Regions from separate parts of the Mus musculus genome. Here region 2 is linked to region 1. A link is a contact called in public Hi-C data. All regions are on one chromosome and are shown on one strand. Each heading gives the region's core, a stretch centred on a gene start, on an enhancer-like site or on the middle of the called end of the contact. The rest is flanking DNA. Distances are from core to core; before and after follow the strand shown. Region 1 holds the start of Ttll5 (tubulin tyrosine ligase-like family, member 5). Region 2 holds the start of Samd15 (sterile alpha motif domain containing 15).

Region 1 (7,532 bases), core at 3,281-5,780:
ATCAGCTCTAACCAAGGTGGTGGCCACAAAACAACTCAGCTGGGAAAAGCCCTTCTAATTCCTGTAACTTCTAAAATGTAAGCCTACTCCCCTGGACGGAAAAAAAAAAAACAAAACTGACTTTAAGCTTCTGTCCTGGTTGTTGGTTTTTGTTTTTGTTTTTGTTTTTGTCAACTTGACACAAACCTAGACGTAGCTAGAAAGACAGAAGTACTCCTAAGACAGTGACTGCATATCAGACTGGCCTGCAGACATTAGTGAATTAGTGATGGCTATGGGAGGGCCCAGCCACTGCAGGCATTGCCACTGCAGGCCCTGGGCTGTAGAGGAAAGCAGGCTGAGCCAACCATGAGTTAGCACGCAGTGAGCAGTGTCCTCCATGGCGTCTGCTTCAGCCCTGCCTCCAGGTTCCTGCCGGGTCCCTGCCCTGACTGGACTGGGACCTGGACATGGAAGCTAAAATGAAGTCTTTTTTCCTGGTGTTGCTTTGGGTCTTGATGTTTCACCTCAGTGTCAGAAACCCTGAGTCAGCTTCCCAGAGTAGAAAGCCAGTGTATGACAGACCTGTCCATGAGCTGACAAGACAAGAGTAATCGCGAAAAATCCACAGAAGTATGCAAAAACTCCATGAATTTAGATGAGGGTTGGGAAATCTACTAGATAATTAGCATTTCTCAATTATAAATATAAGCAACAGTCAGTTATATTGTATTATCTGTGTTCATCATCTAAGCCACTACGCAGAGATTTTAAAAAATTAAGAAAAAAGGAAAAACAAGAGTAAAAGAACAACCCTGGTTGGCATTAAATACTTTCTAAAATGAGTAAAAGGAAGTAGACTGAAGTAAGATGTCGCATGAAGCAGAGGAACCAGAGGGAATTACCCATCTAATTATCTGAAAACAGTGACCCCAATACACTGTCAAGTCATTATGTGCTGTGAACTAACAATGATAAGCCTTTCCTGGAAACTTAATGCTGTAACTATTTCTCAAATATTGTTAATATAATCTTCTACCTTATACAGTCTACCATGACCGCATTAGCTACTAAGAACAATGCCTTACATTTATACCATGCTTCATAACTTTATCAAGTACTTTCATGTGTATTATAGTTTGAACCTAATCACACCCTTTCAAAATAGGCTGGGAGCTACTCGGGTTCTAGAGTGTGTATTCTAAGGGACTGAGAAACGGCTTAAGCTAAGAAAAGTGACTTATTCACGCCTAAAATCTCAAGCACTAGGAAGCTGAGGCAGGAGGACTGCTACGCATCTGAGGCCAGCCTGGGTTACCTAGTGAGCTTCAGGTCACCCTGGCCTCAAGATTATATTTATTTGTGTATTTGTGTGTGTGTGAGTGTGTGTACATTTATGTAAAGATAATTTTTTTAAAAAGAAGCTATGAATTTGAGGAGAGGGAGTGGAAGGAGAGGATGAAAGTGCAGTATACATATATGAGAGCTTAGAGTTATATATAAATAAATTAGATAAGCCTATCAGCTTTTCTCTTCCATATCGAGTAAAATTATGAGAGGTAAAAGTCCTCAAAACTGAGAGCTAAATTAGAATCACAATCCATCTCTTCTCTGTAAAGTGGAGATTCTTTGATATTTGTGAGTCTAATAAGGTGGAAATAATATTTTTAAATTAAAATCTCTCAGTGTGCATATTAAATGATCTACTCTACCATCTCTAGAAGCTACAGTTGGCCCTGTTAATCATTTTCATTATGAGGACCCAACAGTCAATGAATGACCTTGACCCTTAACCTGAAAGAACTTACAGAGAGCCCTTGTGGTTCAATGAACACGGCACAGGCTACAGAGCTCTAGTATTCTCATCGGAGCATCTTCACAGAGGTTCTGCTGTGTGTGGCCTGCCCTTCATATCATCACCGTTCTACAGCTGTAAATGCTTCAGAGAAAACTTATAGAGTCAAGGTCAGAGCCTAAGAACTTAACGTTTCACCAATCTCTAAAATTTTCAAAATCTCCAATTTTTCAATTACTAGAAGCTATGGTCAAGACACAAGGCTGACAAGATGACTCAGCGGATAAGGTGCTTGTCGCCAAACCTGACCCAAGTTCAATTCCCAGGACCCACATGATGGAAGGAGAGAACAGATTCCAGAAAGTTGTCCTCTGACTTCCACATCCGTACTGCACTCAGTTCACCTATTAGAGCCAGGAGATGGTGCATCAGGTAAATGTACTTGCTTGGAAGCCTGATGCCCCATGTTCAATCCCCCAAAACCCACAACAAAGCCAACTGCAGGGACTAGAAGGATGGCTCAACAGTTATGAGAGCTTCCTGCTCCTGCAGAGGAGCCAGGTTCATTTCCCAGCACTCCATCAAGCTGCCACAAACTCTGTAACTGAAGCTCCAAGGAATTCCATGTACCCTGGCCTCCTCAGGAACCTGCATGCCCATGCTGCACATAAACTCAAGCAGGCGAGTCTGTTTTAAAATGTGCACACAGAGAGAGAGAGAGAGGGAGGGAGAGAGAGAGAGAGCGCGCCAGATGTGGTGGGAGGTATGGCAACAGAAATGAGAGACCCCCACCTCAAAAACAAAGCAGAAGGGGGTGGGGAACCAAGTTCACCTGAGTTCCTATCTGAACTTTAGAACATCTAAAGGTGATATTGACTTAGAGGCCTAGAAACATAAGCCCACCCTTCGAATTTCTGAAAAAGGATGGGAAGTGAATAATATGATCTTGACTCCAAACACAGATGGAAGCTAGGGCCAGGCAACACAAAGAAGGAAACCTGGAGGTGAATAAAGGAACCCCCCCCTTAAGGGCGGGCTGACTGTCACTCACTCTTGGTTGGCCAGGTCCTCGTCCTCTGAGGACGATGCTGTCTCCTCCAGGTCCCGGGCCATCACAACTGGCATCTCCTTTGGGGTCTGTCATACAGTCAGCACACAGAGGCCTCAGAGACCTTTCTTCCTTGCAGTCTCACTGGATCAAACAATTTGGATGGCACAGACTCCTGTAAGAAAGTCAAAGGACTTCAAAGACAATGCAGTTGCATACTTCAGGATTTTTTGCATGATCTTTAAGATGAAAAGAAATATATTCCTGAGTATTTTCCAGTCTCTAGAAGCTTACCTTCTGCCACAGTGCACCTCACATATCACAAAAATCAAGAATTTTTTTTCTGTGTTTGTTTGTTTTTGTTTTTCAAGACAAGGTTTCTTTGTGTAGCCCTGGTTGTCCTGGAACTCACTTGTAGACCAGGCTGGCCTAGAGCTCAGAGATCTGCCTGCCTCTGCTGGGATTAAAAGGGTATGACACAAAATTTTTTTCAAACAGATACTGTCTCTGCTGTATCTAAAAAGCTGTTACTGAATTTGAGTCGTTTTATATAATAAAAGAGCAAGCACCAAAGGAGAGGCTTTAGGGCACTGATGTGGACAGTTGATAAGCCTATGTTTAGAAAATTCTTTGCTAAACAAATCTGACCAGGATCAAAATAAAAATCCAAGGTTCAAAACCCTTGCCAATATTTATACAGACTCTACCACAAGCAAACAGAATAAGCTGTTATGTTTCTAGGAAAACCAAATCACCCGAACTATTAATAAAAGGGTGGTGAAAATATTTCTCCTCAGCAGGGATCACATAAATGGCCGGGGAAAGGGGAAGTCAAATACTCTAATTATTGGTACTTTTTTTTTTAATCACACATTTTAATCCGGATATCAAGTAGACACATAAAATTAGGAAATCTCCAATTCCCAGGCTTCTAACTTCAAACACTTTCCATAGAGAAAAAGTTTCATGTTCGTTATAGAGAAAATAGAAACGTTTAGGGAAAACGCTTAACCTTAATGTCACTACTCAAAGATAATCAATTCGTGGCAATTCTCCAAGCTTTTGCTGGTCTGTGCATTGACTTATACAATAAGACTCTCAAAAACAAAGCAACTGCAGCAAGCAGCAACAGTGACTAACCCCGACCCTACACATCTTCAGCAGAAATGAGTAATACCAAACAACCTCAATGATTCTTTTCGGGTGATTCCTAAAGGAACTTCTCGACCTTACCCAAAAATGCTTGAGAGTCTTTTAAGTTAAAACCTTCAGGGATGCCCACCTTTCCTCGGCTCCCTGAAGAGTAGAACGAGATAAATGCTCAGGAAGTCCTTGCCCCTACAGGGACCAGCCGCCAGCTCCAGCCCAGCACACCCCAACCCCAGGCAGCTCCGCAGGCAAGGACGCGGCGACTCTGCCGCAGCGCTTCTGCCCAGCACGCCCGGAAGCCAACAGCTGCTCCGGAGCTCGGAGGGAAGCGCAGCGGCGCCCGCCTAACCCTGGAGCGCACCTCCCCGGAGCGCGCCGGCGCAGGCGTTTACCTGTCTCATCTTCTCACGGCTCGGGGCCGGCAGGCGGGGACCACGCTCTGCTTCACCTCCCTCCTCCTTCCCCAGCCCGAATCAACGCAGCCGCCGAAGGCTGCTTCCCCCGTTACTACAACAACCAACAAGCAACCGCCCGCTAAGAGCCACTGCGCAGGCGCCCGCCAGCGGCGCGAACAACGCTCGGCTGCGGGCGCTGACGGATGGCGTCACCACGGCGCGCTCAGACACCAGAGCCAACCCAGGCTGTCACCAGAAGGTTTCTTGGCTCCTTTTTCTCTCTGCGTTTTCCCCACCCCTAAAAGACTGACTCCAAACTCAGAGTTCCGCCACGCTCGACAGAAGGGTTTACCGCGTGAGCGGCGTAGCAGGAAGAGGCTCAGGCGGCGGCAACTGCTGATTGGCAGCAAAGGAGTTCACTCCCTATCGCCTGCTCGAACTGAGCCAGCGTAGCCAATCAGAACGAGGACTGACAAAAACAACCCAATCCTGGAGCTGGGCTGAGGGAGGGGGCGGGAACAAGTGGCCCAGGTGGACTTGGGACCGGAGCTGGCCTAGGGAGAGCTGGTTTGCGGATGCTGCTGATACTGCTGCAGTAGTACTGGATCGTCAGGTAGGAGAATTTGGAGTGGGATGTAGCACCCGAGTAAAACTATCTGCAAAATTTAGGAAAGTGGGGGTTGCCTGGAAAGCAACCGGAGGTGGTGGTGGAGGAGTCTAGAAACGATGTCCAAGAGGAGGTGCTAGGAAAATGGAGATTTGGTCAATTCTGGGGATGGGTGAGTGAACGGGCAGTCGTTATGAACCTAGCTCTGCAACGAGCTTTCACTTTTCCTCATGTATTATCGGGTAACCCTCGAGATAGAGGCTTATATCCCCATTTTACGGATGAGAAAACCGAGTCTCTAGAGTCTCACTGGCTTGTCTGAACCCCTCAGATATGAGTGGTGTAGCTAGGATAGGAGTCTGCCTCTATTGATTGTTAATTAGTATCGCATCCATGCTGACCTGGGCAAGGGTGTACCCCACCTCTCTCTCCACCTCATAACTCCAAGGGAATGGGTTTAAAGAATTGGTAGAGTCATACAGAAATGCTCTGGTGTGTTTTCATCAGCTCTGGGATTTCTAAGATCTGTGAAATAAATGGAGGGTGTAAGTTCTACGTTCTACTGAAAGGGAGTGTGTGCGGGGGCGGGCTGGGGGGATTTTTAAATAACCCAAGCTGGTGTTGAGAGGAGAAAGTAAAAAGAAGTAGATTGGCATATGCTGTAAGTGTCTGTGAAGATCAGCACACCCCAGCATCTCTAGACTGGGACAGTCCCCGTTTGAGACCTCTTTCCTCTGGGTCCACCCTTTCTCTCCTGGAGCCCTTTATAGTTGGTTTTTCGTCATCACTTCACTTGATGTCTATATACACTGGGTAGTAGGGAATCATACTGAAACATTACCACAGTGATAAGGGAAGCCTGATAGTTTCTTACAGCTTTCAGGCCAAAGCAGTTAGCCTGACAATAGGTAAATGAAGGGCCAATATGATGGTGGCTATGACAAATTGTCTCTGTGGGATCCCTTTAGAGCTGATGGAAATCACTACTCAGCGAGGCTTGAGCTAAACAAAAAGTACCGAACCTAGCTCTCTCTCCTACCAGCTTCCTCAAAAAATGGGAACTTTGCTGCACCTGGCCGCACCCACCTTTAATCCCAGCACTCAGGAGGAAGAGGCAGATGGATCTCTGTGAGTTCCAGGCCAGCCTGATCTATGTAGAGTTCCAGACTAGCCACATAGTAAGACCCTGTCTCTAAATAAATAAATAAGTAAATATTTTTTAAAAGATGAGAACTTTATCAAAACATTCTATGAGGGAGTATTGCAACAGAGTCCACAGACCCTGGCACTCAGCCACATATTAGCTATGTTACCTAAGCAAATCACTTAGCTCTTGGTTCTGATCCCCATCTGTAAAGTGGAAATACTAATAGTGCCTGCCTATCCTGATGTAGGGAGTGAGTGAAATAAGATGTTATATACTTGGGGCACATATAAGTGTAGGACACAAGTGTTCCGTAACTATAGCTAATGTACTTTTCTTGAAACCCAACATCAAGCTATGACAGGTCTTTTCCAAGTCTTTTCGATTGTTTTAGTTTATGAAACATGATGTGTCTGGGAGCCATGCAGAGGGAAACTAAGAAGACTAGTCAGACAGTTACACTATGGTTTCCATTCAAGTGTATGATGCAACTTCTGTACATTTGATAGGATGTGTCCAGGTATCTGAGTAGATTTTGAATCACCCTGAGCTATTTGTATTGCAAAGGGATGGCATGAAGAGATGAAGGCGTAATACTGATTCCAGGCAAGTGGAGGGAATTCTGACTTACAGCAATGCTGTGCTTTGGAGGATTAGTTGAGCAAAGGTAAATGTGGTGCCACTTGCTGCAAGGTGTACTGGTCGTTCACCCTCTTTAGAGTGACCGAGCATTGGCAGGAACACAAGCTTGCCCAGAAATCCATTTGATTACTTATAGAAATGTCCGCACCCCCATTTCTTCTGTCCTTCTCACTATGTCTTTTGTGCTAGATTTGACATTTCCACCCACTGCATTTTTTTTTTAAACCTCCGTGACAAAGATCAGCATAGCTCTGTTTAGGGTAAATATTCCTAGATATTTTGTGAAATAAAAGTGGTGTAGCAAGAAATAGGGTGGGGCCGAAGGACTAGCAGAGGTATGTGTGAAGTGCTCTGCCGACATCACTCCAGACAGCCCTCGTACAGGTTAGGTGACAGCTTGTGACTGATGTAGAAGTAACTTTCAGCCTTCTTTGTTCCCAAGGCAGAGCGCCCTCTCTTGGAGGGGAGTCATGAGCCGCTTCCTGAATGTGTTACGAAGCTGGCTGGTTATGGTGTCCATTATAGCCATGGGGAACACACTCCAGAGCTTCCGAGACCACACTTTTCTCTACGAGAAGCTCTACACTGGCAAGCCAAACCTTGGTAAGACGTCAAAACTGTATGGGCATCAGAGCACATGCCTATAATCTTAGCACACAGGAGGATAGGGCAAGAAGGTTGAGAGTTCAAAGCAGACTGAGCAACTTGGTGAGCTCCTATGTCCAAAACTGAACTAATTAAACTAATGAAAAGAAAAGAATGTAAAGAAGTAT
Region 2 (7,532 bases), core at 3,545-6,044, 1.4 Mb before region 1:
AGAAGATTCAGAGCTTAAAATAGCAGGTCCATTGACTCTAGAGAATATGGTGTTCATAGACAGAACAAGTAGGTTCTGGCTATTATGAACAACAAAAGTTTCCAGGGTATTACTATAGCTGCCTTAGAAAGGGCAAACATTAGTCAAAGAATTGCTGGTCCGAGAGGGTCGTACGAGGGCAACCTCTTGCCTGATAAGCAGAGGGGACTGTCAGCTGGAGGCTCTGCAATAAAAAAATACTAACCATATTCCTTTGGTCAGCCAGAAAGTATCATGCAGGCAAGAAAATGAAAATTAAGTATTTCTGATCTCATACATGCTACAGAAGGGAGTGTAGCTTTGGATCTGGCCACAGATGTGCCTTTTACCCTATCCCCAAAAGTTGAATGTTACAAGTTAATCACCGGTGTGCATGGTTTTGTACTCTCAGGAACAGTGGGAATAATCTTGGGCAGAAGTGGGTTAACTTCTCAAGGACTTACTGTGCATCCTGGTATAGTAGATAGGTATAGCAAGGAAGAAATTAGAATCATGGCGTATGTGAAAAAGGAGATGCAAATTGATATAGGAGAAAGAAGTGCTCAACTGTTGTTTCTTTACATTAAGGACAAGGGTGTTCCAGTGGAAAGGACGGGAGCTTTTGGGAGTACTGGAAAATGTGTGTTCTGGCAAGCAATGGTTAATGATCAGAGACTCAAATTAATAGTGCAAGTGAATGGCTGACATAGAAGAGTTGTTAGATACAGGAGCTGATGTTAGTATACTTTCCCCAAAGTCTTGGAAGCCAGACTGGCCATTTCAGAAGGTATACACACAATTTATAGGAATTGGAAACTTATCAGGAATAAGACAATGTGCCCAATGGATTGCCTGTGTGGGACCAGATGGGCAAACAGGGAAGCTGAGACCTTATGTGGGTGACATAATCATACAGTTATGGGGAAGGGATCTTTTATAACAATGCGGGATGCAAATTTATATTCCTGTCATTTCAGGGATGTGGGAAGCCACATGTGCCATTGCAGAGTGGCACTGACTACTGCTGGCCACCACGCATAAGTTTGGACAAACAACCAATGTGTACATATGCAGAAAAGTTTTTTGCAAAGACACTGCCTGGTCCAGGCATGATAATGAGGCTTTGGGAGTATAACCAATCAGATGTGAGACATGCAAATGAGGTATGATAATGAGGCTCTGTGAGGTACAGAGAGAGAGAGTAGCCAATCAGATGAGGAACATGCAAATGAGGCTTAGTGCATAACCAATCTGGGTGTGAGACACGCCTCTCCTAGGCCTATACAAGCAGCACCAGTTCTGGGCTCTGGGTCTCTTTGCCTCTGCAATCAAGCTCTCCCAATAAACGTGTGCAGAAGGATCCTGTTGCAGCATCGTTACTGCTGGCCAGCGTGCACAAGACAGGAACAGCAAATCAGGAAATTAAGAGTGATATGGTAGATGCTCCTGGCAGCAAAGTAGGTGAAGTACAGATGCAATTACATAAGTACTAAATGAGTATCAAAGGCATAAAACGTTACTGAGAGCTCTGGAAGAGAGGTTACTTTGGACAGCAAGGTCAAGAACAACCTCCTGTGGAGATGAGGAGGAATTGGTCCTAAAGCATGATTCAAGGGAAGGAGAACTTAGCAAAGATCTCCAACAGAGGGAGCATGCACTAGTAGGCTATGAGTTAGGCTGGGGATTAGACCTGGCAGGCTGGAGAAGACTCAGGTGGAGGAGTGGCAGGGCAGGCGCCAGGAAAGAATGGTGGCTGGAGCAAACTTACAGAGAGCCTGGAATCCTAAACCAAGGTTTGGGGCTATCTCACACCAGGGAGATCAGAGAGGGTTTCTTAACAGTGTGTAAGTAGTTGGAAATCAAGATCTAAAAGTAGAATCTTTGAGTCCCACAGGCTTACTAAGAGAGGCTAAAGGCAGGAAAGCGGGAAGCTACTGCAGTATCGTAGGTACGAGGCGGTAAAATACCAGACAGTACAAGTGCTACAGGAGGAAGTGACACTCAAGACAGAGGGAGGAAGCGACCACAGTGAGTCTGAGGGATGAGCGTATGATGACAAGAATGGACCAGAACAGAGAAAGATGGGGCAGGCAGCGAGTAGGATTGTCCTAGCACTTGGCACAAGGAAATGCCATGCACAAACTCACCTTCATGTCTTCAAAATCAGTTATTCCCATCTGAGGAAGGTTGGAGCAGTTTACGTGGATGAGTTTTTGACCATTGATGAAGTTTTCAGTAAAACACTCCTGTCAATGCAAGAACAGCTCTTAAACATGCATTATGGCGACTGGAAGCAAAAAAGAGACAAAGCCACATTTTTGCTAATTTATTTATTTATTTTTTAATAGAAGTGCTGGGTTAAATTTCAGGCAGTGGCTTCAGTCTGCTTTTGCATGTTGTGTGTTGTAACTGATCTTTTTTTCTTCTTGAGACAATGACTTTGTGTGTGTGTGTGTGTGTGTGTGTGTGTGTGTGTGTGTGTGTGTGAGAAGGCAGGGTAGAGAAAAGCTATCACTCTTTGTTCCAGCTGAGCTGGAACTCAGTTTATAACCCAGGCTGGCCTCCAATCCCTGATGACCTGCCTGAATCTGTCTCCTGAGTGATAGCATTACAAAGACATTTTAAAATACAGAAGGTACAAAAGGTTTCAGATCCTGTTTTGTGACAACCTAATGCTGTAGTCAGCATCAATAAATTCAGAAGAGCACACTTGTTGTTGTTGTTGTTGATAAAACCAATTTGGGTGGATAGCTAATATGCATTAATACTTTTAAGTGTTTATAACACATATGACATATTTGGGCAGACAACTAAAAAGAGTATAAATTCAGGGTGAGGGCATTGCCAATGAGACATCTTAACAGAAAGACCTAATTTTGAACAAAATATATTAAAACTATAGATTTATATGCAAAGGGGACTCTATACATTTTTAAACCTCTATACAAGGAACAAAGAGAATTATAATAATTGGGATGAATAGGAAAATCAAATAAAACTTTTTCTTCTAAAATACTGTTTACTTATATCTATATATCTCAGTTATAGGCTGAACATGTGTTTGACATGTGCTAATGCAGGAGGTCCAATCTTCACTATCACACACACAAGACAGGAAAAGACACACAATCAAAACTGACTTCCCCCACAGTGCAGGACTTCTCTGTTAGAGGCAAGAGAACTTGTCAGTCATAGAGAAAAATGGGATTAGAGCATGTAACTTCAAAACCATTGCTTTTGTATATACCTTGTATTGAGGGAAGCCTAGATCACTAATCCACTCTGCAACCCTTTCTGGGCTCCAGGTAAGATGCTCAAACTCTGGGGTAAGACTTGGCTTGGTTTCTTTACGTCCTAGTAGCTCCACCTCCTGGGGTAACACTGTAGAATCCCTCAGTTCTGTCTGAGACTCTGAAGCATCAACGATTGGGAACAGTTCGTTCATGTCAGTCTGAAGGTCTTTGAGGAACTCCTGGGTTTCGTACAATGTACTGAAGGACTCTACGCTTTCTCTAGGAGATCCTACTATAAACTCAGTTTTAATCTTGGCTGGTAATGCTAGCTTATCTTTGCCTGCAGGATAATTAGGTTTGCTTGATTCTGGTTTGTCTTCCTTGGGGAGGTCTCTCTCCTCTTCTGGCTTGGGTTTATTTGGTAACTCTAGATTTTTCTCGGTTGGTTCTGGCTGCGACTTCTCTTGAATGTCTGGATCAGTTATCTGCTGTGGCTTGTCACCCGTTTTCTCCGTTGTCTTTATTAGTTTCTCCTTTGGAAATTCAGTCTGTGTTTGTAGCCCCGGGTCCTTGTCCTTACTTGGCTCTATTAATGTGTCCTTTAATTTAGACCTTTCACTTGATTTTCTCAGCTTGTGCTTTTGAGCTGATGGTTTCCGGTCCCCTAATGGTTCTGGAACTTTCTCCTTAATGGACTCTTCTTGTGTCTCCTCTTGGTCATCTAGTAGTTCTACAGTAATCTGTTCTAGCATCTCTGGAAATTTTTCATCAAAAGAGCTTTTTTGTGCTTTCTTTGAAGCCTTTAATGGTCTCTTTTGTGAGAGTTCTAGACTTGCTTCATCAATGGGTCTTCTTGATTCTTCTTCAAAATCCTCCAGTGGCCCTGAGACTTTCTTTTTAGTTGACTGTCTTAGTTTTTTGTCTGGGAACTTAGTCTGCTCAGGTTGCTCTGTGCCTGACTGCTCTGTGGACTTGAAGTGAGGTTTGAGATCTGCTTCCTCAGTAGACTTCCTTAGCTTCCGGTCTGGGAACTTAGGTTTAGTTACCTCATATGGCTCTGTACTTTTTTCTTTAATTGACTCTTTTTGTTTCTTTTCCGATTTGGTCATCTTGGATGGAGGTAGAGCTTCCTCTTCAACTGATTTTCTTAGTTTTTCACTTCGAATATCTGGTGTCTTCTGCTCTGGATCTATTTTTGTTGGTAGCTGTGTACCTGTTCTTGTAGGTGGTCCTTTGAACACACCTACTGAAACGTCCTGTCGTTGTAGGTCTGGCACCTCATGATTTTTACCTACGGGCACCAAATCCCCCTTGCGTGTCCTGGTTGGCTCTAGTGGCACATTTCCTACATTTCCTGGGTCTCGGTCAGTATTTGGGGACAGCTTAGAGCTTACCTCAAACAAGGTGTCTGCGTTAGCATTATGTAATTTACCAGATTTGGTTCTTTTAGGCTGCAGACTCAGACTCTCATCGGAGTCAGAATTATAATCTCCTGAGACTTCAGACATGTCAGTCGATGCGCCCAAGGCCTCCTAGCAACCTCAACTTCCGACAGCGTCTCTATGGATACCACGATTTCCGGCGGGGTTTTCCAGACTCTTCCCGAGATTTTGTCGATCCTTCCAAGTGCGGACTGTAAAAACCGGCGACCGAAAAAGCACGCCCCCCCCCCCCCCCGCCCCTCTCACGTGTCAGGCCAGCGCTACCCTCTGCCGCCCAGCCGCTCCTTCCGGCCCGTGGCTCGCTTCGGCTCCGCTCGGCTCTCCTCTGCCGCGCTCGCTTCGCCTTCGGCTGTTTCCGGAGCCGCAAGCCGCTGGCTGCGGAGCCGCTCCCGGCGCGGGCTGCAGATGTCGGACCGGCAGGCAGCTGAGGGGCCGGCCTTCTGGAGCCCCGCAGCTCGCCGAGGGTCGGCGGGCGGCGTCGGGGACCGACGGGGAGTGGAGGAGAGCCAGGCGGCCGCCTCAGGTACGCAAGGCCCCGGGCGCTGCAAGGGTGGGTGCCTCTGGGCTCGGGGCCGCGCACCTCGGGCGACCGGGGTCCCCACCGTCACGGGGCCCGCGGCTGCGCTCGAGGTCGTTTTCTACGCGGTTTGGAAATGCCCTGGTTCCAGTCCCGCTCCCTTTCTCGGAGCACCCGGCTTGGCAGTCCGGCTCCTTCCGCCGCGCCTCTTTGGCTTCAGTCGGGGTCCGCATCCCACCTCCATTCCCGCCGCTCTCACCCCTGCCCCTGTCTTTGGCTCTCCGCGCGACCCCACCTGCCTTTCCGCGCGCTCCTGCCGGCGTCTGCTGGGGCGCCCGCCTTCCTCTCAGAACCCCGCTTTGCCCTAGCGTAGGCCCCCGCGCCCAACCTCCGTCCCTTGCATCCTTGAGAGTGGGAGAGATGGAAAGCAGCCAGAATAAGGAGGCTTTGAGGTCTCGAAGGAGCCTGATAGTGAAAGCAAAGGCAGGAACTAGAGGCTGCAGTAGAAATTTTGGTGATGTCTCTCGTTCTCCGAGATCCACCCCTCCTCTTGCTTGGGCCGGTGTCTCCATTTCAGACCACACAAGTTCCTTCGTGTGATTTTACTTAAGTGTCCAAAAGCTATAGGCACAGTCTATCGCGCTGTTACCTTTCAGCCTTGTGACCATCACAGGGGCGTGCGACTAAAAGGATACTTTAGAGGGGAGAGATCTGGTCACACTAAGTGCAAGTGATTGGTTTTATCGAGATCTCAAAGTAGCTGTCACAGTGACTGAGGTACTGCTGTGGATTCCTGATGCTTAGTTGGAATGTGAATCCTCACTTTTAGTGCCCTTGGACAATTGGTTAAACTTCTCTAAACATGTCTGAGTTTCCTCTTGTATAAGATGTGGGTTCTAAAAGTACCTGTGCCTTACAGCATCGGTGGGAGGATCGTGAGCCACTGTGACTAAAGTACTTGATGTGCAACCCAAGATGCCCGCTGTACAAAGCAATTGGAGGAGATTAAAGTCTGATTTAGTACAACTAAATTACTAGAAAAGGTATTCCTGGTTGCTATCTTTCAACATAGTGGCTTTTCTCCATGCCCCTGGTGTGTGGTGCTGCACGAGCACCCCTCCCCCCCCAGCTGTGAATCACGGACAATATTTTTATTGAAAACATCCTAATACATTTTGTCTTTTCTATTTTTAAGGGTTTTTTTTTTGTGCTCTGTGGTAAACAATGCTAACATATATTTGATATTATGGTAATAAAAATTCTAATTAGGGTGGGATGTAGTTAAGCGGTAGAGTTCATTTTCGAGGCCCTGGGTTAGTCCCTAGTGCTACCAAGAAAGAAAAGGGGAAAAAAATTAAGTGTACTTTCTGAAAGATTATAAAGATTAAACATATAAGCCCTTATACAGGTATATGTTTTATAAGCACCTGTCCCTTATATGTGCCAATAATTATAAATTACATACACATTAACTTGTCTTTCATTTTCTCACTTTGTGGTGAACATACCCGAGTGTCTTTGCTTTATATCAGATCTATTTTCTAACATATTCCTGGAGTGCTCTTAACACCTTGTGTTTCAAATGTTTGTTGGGTGGGAAGTTCTGCAAATATCTGGCTGAATCTGGAGGTGAAGGTAACAGTGCAAAGATTTGACTGAACATCCAGTAATAACCAAGGATGCTCCTTGGGGTAGAGTGGTGGATCTTAACCAGGAGCAATTTGACACCCCAGGAGACATCTGGCAACATCTGGCAACATTTTTGGTTATTGGAGCTATAAGCAGCTATTACAGCCAAACTATAAGCCATAGGCTATTAAAAGGTCCTTGGCCTGCAGGTCTACCTCACGTGTTAGAAATGCTGCATTCGAAAGAAACTCAGGCCTGGACTTAAGCTTCGTCTCTGAAGCTCGGGGGCAATGCTACTTTAGTGGGGTTTTATAGACTCCGGAGTGAAACTTTAAAACTGCTCAAAATTGGGAGTGTGCTGCCACTTCCCAGTAGAAAATGAGCTGAGTTAACGTAGAGACACTAAAAAGGGAGGAGACAGAAAGACGCTTTTTGTTATCTTAGAAAACAGCAGGGGAAAATGAGTGGATATTCATTTGTTATTGAACTGAGGGTTTGAGTCTTTCAGTGTACTTTATTCCTTCAGGAGTTTGTCAGTATGCAGAATAACAAGAAAGAATGTGTTTTTACCATGCAGCACCGGTATTTGTTGCTGAGGTTTTGGTAAAAGGAAGGATGTATGTTTGTGTAAGCCAAAGTCTCTAGTGGTCATGGTGTTCCTAGAGTCTTAGGAACTGTGATTGTTTTTTAATT

Evidence for each region. Hi-C and Micro-C count contacts between places; a contact is called where the count stands out from the background.
Region 2: a contact with region 1 is called in a Hi-C map of B cells, with 5 read pairs. The contact joins the promoter of Samd15 here to the promoter of Ttll5 in region 1. A contact is called at or near these places in 2 of 39 promoter capture datasets (cranial neural crest and liver) and 1 of 484 Hi-C or Micro-C datasets (B cells).

Annotation. Positions count from the first base shown.
Region 1 is chr12:85,821,918-85,829,449 of GRCm38.p6, reverse strand. It overlaps Ttll5 (tubulin tyrosine ligase-like family, member 5), which reads right to left and starts at 4,530. Exons shown (of 34, transcript NM_001081423.3): 1 at 4,364-4,530; 2 at 2,826-2,997. The coding sequence starts at 2,899. It overlaps Erg28 (ergosterol biosynthesis 28), which reads left to right and starts at 4,557. Exons shown (of 5, transcript NM_021446.3): 1 at 4,557-4,979; 2 at 7,202-7,362. The coding sequence starts at 7,230.
Region 2 is chr12:87,197,770-87,205,301 of GRCm38.p6, reverse strand. It overlaps Samd15 (sterile alpha motif domain containing 15), which reads right to left and starts at 4,794. Exons shown (of 4, transcript NM_001290288.2): 1 at 3,266-4,794; 2 at 2,166-2,264. The coding sequence starts at 4,759. Tmed8 (transmembrane p24 trafficking protein 8) reads left to right here and starts at 5,073. Exons shown (of 6, transcript NM_001033475.3): 1 at 5,073-5,216. The coding sequence starts at 5,099.